Linked DNA regions of Mus musculus: region 2 is linked to region 1. Evidence: chromatin contacts called from public promoter capture Hi-C data. All regions are on one chromosome and are shown on one strand. Each heading gives the region's core, a stretch centred on a gene start, on an enhancer-like site or on the middle of the called end of the contact. The rest is flanking DNA. Distances are from core to core; before and after follow the strand shown. Region 1 holds the start of Ppil2 (peptidylprolyl isomerase (cyclophilin)-like 2). Region 2 holds the start of Eif4g1 (eukaryotic translation initiation factor 4, gamma 1).

Evidence for each region. Promoter capture Hi-C pulls out the DNA fragments that hold promoters and counts their contacts.
Region 2: a promoter capture Hi-C map of cranial neural crest shows a contact between it and region 1. The contact joins the promoter of Eif4g1 here to the promoter of Ppil2 in region 1.

Annotation. Positions count from the first base shown.
Region 1 is chr16:17,109,334-17,114,055 of GRCm38.p6, forward strand. Ppil2 (peptidylprolyl isomerase (cyclophilin)-like 2) reads right to left here and starts at 1,919. Exons shown (of 21, transcript NM_001252444.1): 1 at 1,810-1,919; 2 at 312-361. The coding sequence starts at 1,841. It overlaps 2610318N02Rik (RIKEN cDNA 2610318N02 gene), which reads right to left. Exons shown (of 7, transcript NM_001358255.1): 7 at 4,065-4,293. The coding sequence ends at 4,119.
Region 2 is chr16:20,670,765-20,675,486 of GRCm38.p6, forward strand. It overlaps Eif4g1 (eukaryotic translation initiation factor 4, gamma 1), which reads left to right and starts at 1,963. Exons shown (of 33, transcript NM_145941.3): 1 at 1,963-2,112; 2 at 3,104-3,197; 3 at 3,464-3,550; 4 at 4,022-4,042; 5 at 4,580-4,722. The coding sequence starts at 3,138.

The DNA of each region.
Region 1 (4,722 bases), core at 669-3,168:
CACAGAGAAATTCTGCCTCAAAAAAAAACAAAAAAAAACAAAAAAACAAAAAACAAAAAAGAAAGAAAGAAAGAAAGAAAGAAAGAAAGAAAGAAAGAAGGCTATAGCACTTCCTAAGGAAAAGGCCTGAACTTGAAAGAGTTATATTTTTAAGTATTCTCCTCTAAGATGGAAGTATACTGTACTATGTTGAGTATATGTCCTCTTTTTATCAACTATGGACCGTCTCGTTATCTACTATAATGTCAGTGTTCTGGATAGCTCTGGATCACAGGAGACAGCATTCTTCAGGACCACCAGCATCCCCTTACCTGGCTTCCTGCCACCATAGAAATGAGTGTACTCAGCACAAGTGATATACCTGAGGAAGACAGAGCATGTGTTACTGGGTCCTGCCACGGACAGGACAGAAGCTGTAAAAGTAACTTATGACAGAACGCCCACTCACTTGTCAAATCACATTAAACATCTGCATTGTGTGGCACATAAGAAGGACAAAAGATGGAGAGATAAAGAAACATCAACAGCACCTTGTCCAGAAGGAAATGAACTGGACTTATAGACTATCTGACAGGAAGAGCTAGGCACACAAAGCTCTGGGGAAGCCCTTTACAGGAATAACACTTACTGAGGCTGGAACAGGACAAGCTGAATCTGTTCCAGAAAGGAGACAGCAGAGGAAGAGTGTGATGAGGTACGTAGCAGCAGAAAAAGACACAGAAGCAAGGACAGCGGCCGAGTCAAAAATGAGTCAAAGATCAAGGAGAGTACTCTCTATTTGCCTAAGTGTGATGGGAAGCTGGTGGGTGATTTTGAGCAGGACCCAGACATGATCTAACATAGCTCCAGTTGCTCTGTGCGGTTGTTCTTCTGTTAGGATGAGAATTGTCTTCAGTCTATATATAGTAAATCAGGGACCCACTATGTAACCACTGAGCTAGGATAAGAAACGGCAGGCTTAGGTGTGAAAATTATCAAGTTCCCTTTTAGCATACTAGTTTTGAAAAAGCTGTAAGTTTTCCAAGTGGAGAACTGAGTGAAAGCTGCTGACTTAGTGCAAGAGACTCTTTGAACAGATCCACCACAGGGATGAAGGAAACACCCCCGAGGTCTGGGACAAGGGGAGGGGAAGCCCAGCAAAGAGGAATGAAATAGAGATCATTCGCAGATTAAATTACTAAGCGCCAAGCCTTTAATCCTAGCACTCGGGAGGCAGAGGCAAGGGGATTTCTGAGTTCGAGGCCAGCCTGATCTACAAAGTGAGTTCCAGGACAGCCAGGGCTACACAGAGAAACCCTATCTTGAAAAACAAAAACAAAAACAAAAACAAACAAAAAAAACTACTAAGCGCATGTAAGATCTCACTAAAGGCTACTTTTGGAAAGGGAAGAAGCCCAAGGACTGAAAAGCTGGATACTAGATCTGGCAATACAGAAGTCAAAGATATCCTTGCAAGCAGCTAGGGGCGGGGAGCATCTGAAGAGACAACAGAAAACAGAAAGTACAGCAGCAGCAAATGGGAGGGGAACATGGAGCACGACCCGCCTATCTTCAACTTGAAGGCTGTCGCCTGTGTGTAGGCTCTCAGACTAGAGCCAGGACGAAGCGGACAACCAACTCAGGGGCAAAACTCGTTCGCAGAAAGGCTAGGGGTAGGGAAATCCCGGAAGTTAGTTAGTCCGGCGGTAGAACGCCCTGGCCCGCGTAGGCTGCACTGAGGGACGAGACCGCGCCTGTGAGAGCTGAGGCTTTCAGATGATAGCCTTCAGCACGGCGACGAGCTGAGACGAGAGACGCGACCCAACTTACATCTTGTCCTTCTGGTGCTGTCGCTTCCCCATGGTGGCAACAAACCGAAGAGACCACAGCAGACACTGACTATGGCGCCTCCGCTTTCTCAACTACTTCCGGAGATCGACGCACTGGATCCCGGAAGTTGGAAGAAAGCATTCTGGGAATTGTGGTTTCCAGGTGTCCAGGTGCTGGGTGCAGGCACCGTGCTAGGCTGAAGCTTGCTAACTTTGAGTAGAATCCACTTTTCCTGTCTCCCACCATACTGCGTTGCCTCCCCCAAGCCCTCAAAAACTTTTCTATGCACTGTCTGGCTACTTGTTCAGTCCATGCTATGCTAGGCAGACTCACTCAGACTCACCTCCTTTGTATCTAAAGATCTTCAACCTTTTTCACCTTCTCTAAAGCCATGTCCATGTGTATACTCAACTCTTCTCTCGTTCGGTCCCCACGCCCTTCAGGCCCATCAGCTGGCAGATGACCAAGCCCTCTCTGCTCCTTCTGTGGCCAGATCTTTGGTCTGGGTCTCATGTGCCGGGAGAATGGGTCCCAAGTCTCCTTTTTTTTTTTTTTTTTTGGTATTTCGAAACAGGGTTTCTCTGTGTAGCCCTGGCTGTCCTGGAACTCACTCTGTAGACCAGGCTGGCCTCGAACTCAGAAATCCGCCTGCCTCTGCCTCCCGAGTGCTGGGACTAGAGGAGTGTGCCACCATGCCCGGCCCCAAGTTTCCTTTTTAAAATTGTGTGTGTGGTTAAATAGTGGCCATGCCACAAGTGTAGAGCTCAGAGGACAAGTGAGGAGTTGGTTCTCTTTGCCAGACTTGCACAGCTCTTATTTGTTAAGGCATCTCTCCACCCTAAGCTGGGTTTTTGTTTGTTTTTGTTTTTTGAGACAGGGTTTCTCTGTGTAGCCCTGGCTGTCCTGGTGCTCACTCTATAGATCAGGCTGGCCTGGAACTCAGAAATCCACTGCCTCTGCCTCCCAAGTGCTGGGATTAAAGGTGTGTGCCACCACCGCCTGGCTGATCAAAGAATTCTTAATTTCCTTGTTCCAAATCTCCACTTTGATGCTAAATGGTATGTTCCATACCCTAACCCTAACCTCCTGATAAGATCTTCAACCAAATAATTTTAAGATGTCTTGTCAAATTCCTACATAAACATAAAACATTAGAAACCCCCTAGCCTTGCAGTTTGGGGGATATTAAAAAAAAAAATTCTCCTTTGAGACTATGCTCTCAAATCCTACTTTAGGGAGATAACCCTGTCTAACTGAAAATGCAACCAAAAAATCTGGGTCACTGGTCTGATTCTCATTTGGCAGGATTAACAAGGACCACCATCCACCCAGTTAGCCAAAGGCAGTCATCCTGTCAGCTTCTTACTTCATAACTTCTGCCTTCCAAATAAATCTTACCTCAAAAGATCTTTTAGCCCAGTATGGTGGTGTACACTTGGGAGGCAGAAGCAAGCAGATCTCTATGAGTCTGAGGCCAGCCTGGTCTACAGTGAGTAGAGAAACCATGTCTCAAAAGCAAATCAAAACTAAACAAAACTACCAGTACTTGGGAGGCAGAGGCTGGTAAGTTCTGTAAGTTCAAGTCCTCCTAGTCTACATATTGAGTTACAGGTCAACCAAGAATATACAGTGAGACCAAAACAAAACAAAACAAAAAAACACTTTCTTGGCCACCCCACTCACCTCTCTCATAGTTTATCATAATTTATAATTATATAGTAATTTTGCTTATGTTCTGATTTTTATTATCTATAGTCCCAAGTGAGGTATGATCAACCATGACTCAATATGTATATCCACTAATGTCCAGTAATGATTGACATCTTACATGGAGAAAGATTCTAAGGCCAGCATATGAGGTGACAATGAGAATCACAGTTTTGAAACTCGGGCAAGTAACAAGCTGTAAACTGACTGACCCACTCATTTCTCCTCTGGGTAGAAACACCTATCAAACTAGGCCTGTGTTTGGAGATTACATGCAGGAACAATATAGTGCACTTGCAACTCAAGGAAAGTGAAGCCCTAAGGGGTCTGAACCACTAAAGGGAAGAACGGGATTTCCCACCCCACTCTCTCAAGCACAACAGAATTGCTTGTTACAGTGCACGTGAGGGGCCATTGCACGTGTGATCCAAACACACACTGCCCATACTTGAGGGGTGAGGTTTGAAATAGGGTTTTTCTATAGAGTCCAGGCTATCCTTAAACTCTCTCCGTAGTCCAGGCGAAAGCAGAGAGGACATACAACAAGCTCAACACCAGGATGAACTTTATTCAGTCCTGGGGCATGGTCTGTTGGGAAGAGATTACTGGCTCTCCTTGGCAGGAGTGGACTCTGCGCTGCCAGAGTCATTCTCTGAATCATCATTGGGTCTGGGCACAGGTTGGAACTTGAGCAGTACAGGCGGAGTGAAGATGGAGGTTTTCACAACAGGAGATGGCGTCTCATCCGTGTTGGAGGGTCGGCTACAGGCTGGCGTCCTGCATGAGAGATGGCCAACACATGCTCATGATGTACCATACTTGCTCACAGGGCTGTCAGACACACAGTCATAGGCTGCAGGCTGTCTCCCAAGACATGACTTCTAGAAACCTCTCCCATGGAACCTGTTCAGGGTTTACATTATAGCACTGCTTACAATAGTAAAAGGCTGGAAACAGATCTTAGTGCCTGTGAGTGACAGAGGAACACAGTGCAAAGCAAAGAGGCTTGTCCTGATGCCTGTTAAGAGTGAAAAGTGGCCAGGCAGTGGTGGCGCACGCCTTTAACCCCAGCACTTGAGAGGCAGAGGCAGGTGGATTTCTGAGTTTGAAACCAGCCTGGTCTACAGAGTGAGTTCCAGGACAGCCAGGGCTACACAGAGAAACCCTGTCTTGAAAAACCAAGTTTAAAAAAAAAAAAAAGAAAGA
Region 2 (4,722 bases), core at 713-3,212, 3.6 Mb after region 1:
AGCCATCTCTCCAGCCCCCCTGGCCAGCTTTTAATGTGGGTCTTGGGGAGCAGATTCAGATTTAGTGGTTTTTTTTTTTTTTTGGTTTTTCGAGACAGGGTTTCTCTGTATAACCCTGGCTGTCCTGGAACTCTCAATTTGTGTTTGTAGACCAGGCTTTCTTTGAACTCTTAAGAGTCTGCCTCTGCTTCCCAAGTGCTGGAACTAAAGATGTGTACCATCACATGCTTGAATTTTTTTTTTTTTTTTTTTTTTTTTTTGGTTTTTCGAGACAGGGTTTCTCTGTGTAGCCCTGGCTGTCCTGGAACTCACTCTGCAGAACTCAGAAATCCGCCTGCCTCTGTCTCCCAAGTGCTGGGATTAAAGGCATGTGCCACCACTACCTGGCACATGCTCAATTTTTACCTGAGCTGTCTCTCCAGCTACTGATTATGGTGATTTTTTTTTTTTTTTTGGACTGGTTGTTTTCTGTTACTGCATATTGAACCCAAGGTCTCCCAAATGCTGGGAAAGCACATGACCACTGAGGACTCAGGCCATCTAGAGGATCCTTGTGCCCGCATTTGCCCACCCTGTAGCCTTGCTTTCTTGGTAGCACAGTGATGAAGTTTACATTATTGCCCCCCTCACTTAGGTCACCAATTCTGTGATATAATGCATGCTAGGAGGTAGCATGTGAGAGGGAGAAAGGCCAGTGGGAAAGGCTCTGCTACCTAACTAAATGCTCAAATGCTCAGTTCAATAGAGTACAACTCTTTTTTTTTTTTTTTGGTTTTTCCAGACAGGGTTTTTCTGTAGCCCTGGCTCTCCTGGAACTCACTCTGTAGACCAGGCTAGCCTCAAACTCAGAAATCCACCTGCCTCTACCTCCCAAGTGATGGGATTAAAGGCGTGCACCACCACAGCCTGGCTATTTTTTTTGTTTTTCGAGACAGGGTTTCTCTGTGTAACCCTAGCTGTCCTGAATTAGCTCTCTACACTAGTCTAGCCCTTAATTCACAGAGATTCTCCTGCCTATGCCCCTGGAGTACTAGGATTAAAGGTGTGGACTACCACCACCCAGTTCAAATTTTCCTATTTTTAAAATTTAAATATTTACGTGTATGAATGTTTTGTTTTCATATGTCTGTGCACTACATGCATATGTGGTGCCTTTAGAGGGCAAAAGAGGGCAGAATTCTAACGAATCAGAGTTACACACAGACATGAACTGCCTTATGGGTTATGGGAAGTAAACCCAGATCCTCTTGAAGAGCAGGCAATAAAGAGCAACCAGTGCGCCAACCATTGAACCATCTCAGAAATCTTCAAGATGTGGTCTCTCTGTAACTCTGGCCGTCCTGGAGCTTGCTTTGTAGATCAGGCTGGCCTTGAACTCAGAGATCTACCTGCCTATCTTTCTGGAATGCTGAGATTAAAGGCGTGGCTCGCCACTGCCTGGTGACATTTCCCTACTTTAAAGCTTATGGTAACTGATTCCCTGCCTTAGCCAGTCAGCACACGTACAGCTTTGGGATTCCTTTTTCCATTATTCCAAAGTTTTCATGTTGACTTTTGCGTTTCCCTAGGAGCAACTGATTTTTTTAAAAAAACAAAAGTAAAATTGCTTCTTTAGATTGCGGCAGTTTCTTTGGTGCAATATTGAATTTCCTTTGTTAATAGGTCTATCAAAGATCAAATCTATAGCATTTTCAGAGGCTGCATAATTTGCACACTACACTTACTAGGGCAGGACTGCTTTTTAGATTCCGCACTCTGAGCTCCAGGCCGGCACTTCACTTAGCACTCACGCGCTCAATAAATGCTTGCGCAAAGTATGAATGAACTAAAGAACCGCCAGAGCCTCAGAGGGGGTCGGCCTGGGAGTTCCAAAGTTCGGGAGGGGACACGGGGGCGGGCAGTGGGTGTCACGTGATGGGGCGGAGCAAATCCCATGTGCTTCCCCGGCGCCAGCGCAGCTCCGCCCTCTGCGCCGGTCACGTGGGGCGCTGGCTGCGCCTGCGGAGAAGCGGTGGCCGCCGAGCGGGATCTGTGCGGGGAGCCGGAAATGGTTGTGGACTACGTCTGTGCGGCTGCGTGGGGCTCGGCCGCGCGGACTGAAGGAGACTGAAGGTAAAGCCGCCATGTCCGGGCCCGACCCGGCCCCCCACCCCTCCCCCCGCATCCGCCGCCATCCGGGCCGGGGCCCGCCACCCTGCGCCGACGCCCCGGCGCCCCGGCTCCGAGCCTGCGCCCAGGCCCTACTCGCCAGGCCGATCCCCGGCCCACGTGTGCCGGGCCGGGCCCGGGTGGGGGTGGGGAGCAGGGCCCGGGCGGGGAGGGCGCTGGGGTGGCGGCGAGACAGTCACCTCCGCCCGGCCTGGGCCGCGGCCCGGCGCAGGCTGTGCGGCGCAAACCCGCCACCCCCTCCCCCTGCGGGGCCCGGGCGGCCGCCGGGAAGTGACACGTTGTTCTTTGGCACTGGCCGCGTTGCGCAGAGCTGGGAGGCGGCGGCGGCGGGCAGGGAGGAGCCCCCAGCCCCGCCCGGCGGCCGACCCTCGCCTGCCCCGAGCCGGCTTTCGCGGCGGTCGCCGCCCGCCCTGCTGGTGCGGCCGGACTCGCGCCCTTCCTGGCTTGTGTTCCCGGGCGGCCTCAGGCCTCTCCGGCCCCGCGCGAGTGCCCCGCGGCAGGCTTCGAACCCGGTGTCCCCGGGTGGGGGGTGGGGATATCACGGCCGGAGCAGCCGGCTTCATTTGTGATCCGGGAGCCTGGTGCCAGCAAGACCTGGAATTTCCGGTCTGGTTGGTCTTGGGCCCCGTGGAGCCAGGTTGATACCCCTCACCTCCCAACCCCAGGCCTTCGGATGCCCAGAACCTGTAGGCCGCACTGTGGACTTATTCTTAACCGAGGGGGTGAGTGAGGGGGCTGTTTGAGCAGGCAAGGGTGGGGTCAGGGTGTTGCAGTGTGCTGGTGGGGTCCTCAGGCTGTATGTTTTCTGTTTCTGCATTCACTTGGCACCTCCCTTAATCCGTGTTGGCCCTAGCTCTTGATACAACCTTTCCCCCAGCCCGTTTGCCATAAGCTTGGGTCCTTTCCTCGTTCCGAGCTCTGCTCTTTCCAACAGGTGCTGGGGGGACCCTAATGTGGCACCAAATGAAATGAACAAAGCTCCCCAGCCCACAGGCCCCCCACCCGCCAGGTCCCCTGGACTCCCACAGGTAATCAAGGCTAAATGATCAGGACTCCGGCGGGGTGGAGGTCACGCAGCTCCCAGTTTTCCCACCCCCATCTGTGTCAGGGCAAAGTGCAGCTGCCTGCTGCCAAATTGAGATAGGGCCCCTGGCTGTCCCTGGGGCTGTCACAGGGAGGGAACATGTGGACTGCTGAGGCTGTTACTACAGGTCTGCTCCCCATACTTCACCAGCTTGGGTTTAAGCCCCACCCAGGCTTCCCCTCTTGCTGAACTCTGGTCTCTCCCCTTCAGCCAGCGTTTCCCCCGGGGCAGACTGCACCGGTGGTGTTTAGCACGCCTCAAGCGACACAAATGAACACGCCTTCTCAGCCCCGCCAGGTGAGGGACTGTGGCTTGAGTAGGCTTGGGTGGGAACTGGGAAAATGAGCTGCTGGTTTGGGGCTAGTATGGGAACTATGGACACTGTATACTTGCCCCTCCATTCCTTGACAGTTGCTCTGAGTTCTTACGTGCTGTTAGTTACTTAGGGTGGCTGACCCTCTGTGAAGTTCGTAGAGTGTGAGAGTGGTGTTACTGGGGTCTTTGAGCCTTTGGAAATTGGAGGCTGTCCTGTGGGCCCTGCTGCCAGCTCTTTACTACTATACTAGGAGGTTGGCATTACCCTGTTCCTCTTCTCCCGTTCTCTTTGAACTGTAATGAGATAAACATTCCAGCTGTGGTTTTATTTTTTTGTGTTCTCCAAGTTCTCCCCAAGTGGAAGGGTCTTTTTCCTACCCACTTCACTCCCCCTAACCCCACTCCATCACCTTGGGGATAATTGTCGTCTTTCCTGTCCCCATGTGCTCTCAGGGAGGATTCAGGTCTCTGCAGGTAATACCCCTTTTCTAATCCCAAGCCACCTCTTTGGTGTCACCCCATCCTCCACCCTAGTCCGTAGCTAGACACAGATTGGGATGGTCACGGTGGGTGCCTTGTTTGCACTTTAGGAGTTTGAGTCCAAATACTGCATGTTAGAAGTCAACTGTTGACAAGCAAAGTATCCCAGAACTGGGAGACTGTTGCATGTAGCAGTTAGCCTCGGTACTTGAAGGGATCGTGCATGCTGGGGAGTCTGTTGTCCAGAAGGGCATGATGTTATCTAGCTGTTAGGAGGCCTCTGGAGGGGTAGTCTGGAGGTGACTGAGTGTGCATGGCAGGGACAGTTACAGGACACAAAGTTTTCATCCAGGTTAGAAGGCAAGTGTAAGGAGGCCACTTAGCCATCAGTTGGTCATGTGGGGCTTGGGAAGGATTGATCGCCATGCGCTGAAGTGCTGTACTCTTAAGACTGTATGGACATTGTGGAATGCTGATTTTGCTGTTTATTCCTCCCATTTTGACCCCACTTGCTTTCTGTTTTCCTAATAGCACTTCTACCCTAGCCGGGCCCAGCCCCCTAGCAGTGCAGCCTCCCGAGTGCAGAGTGCAGCCCCTGCCCGTCCTGGCCCAGCTCCCCATGTCTACCCTGCTGGATCCCAAGTAATGATGATCCCTTCCCAGATCTCCTACTC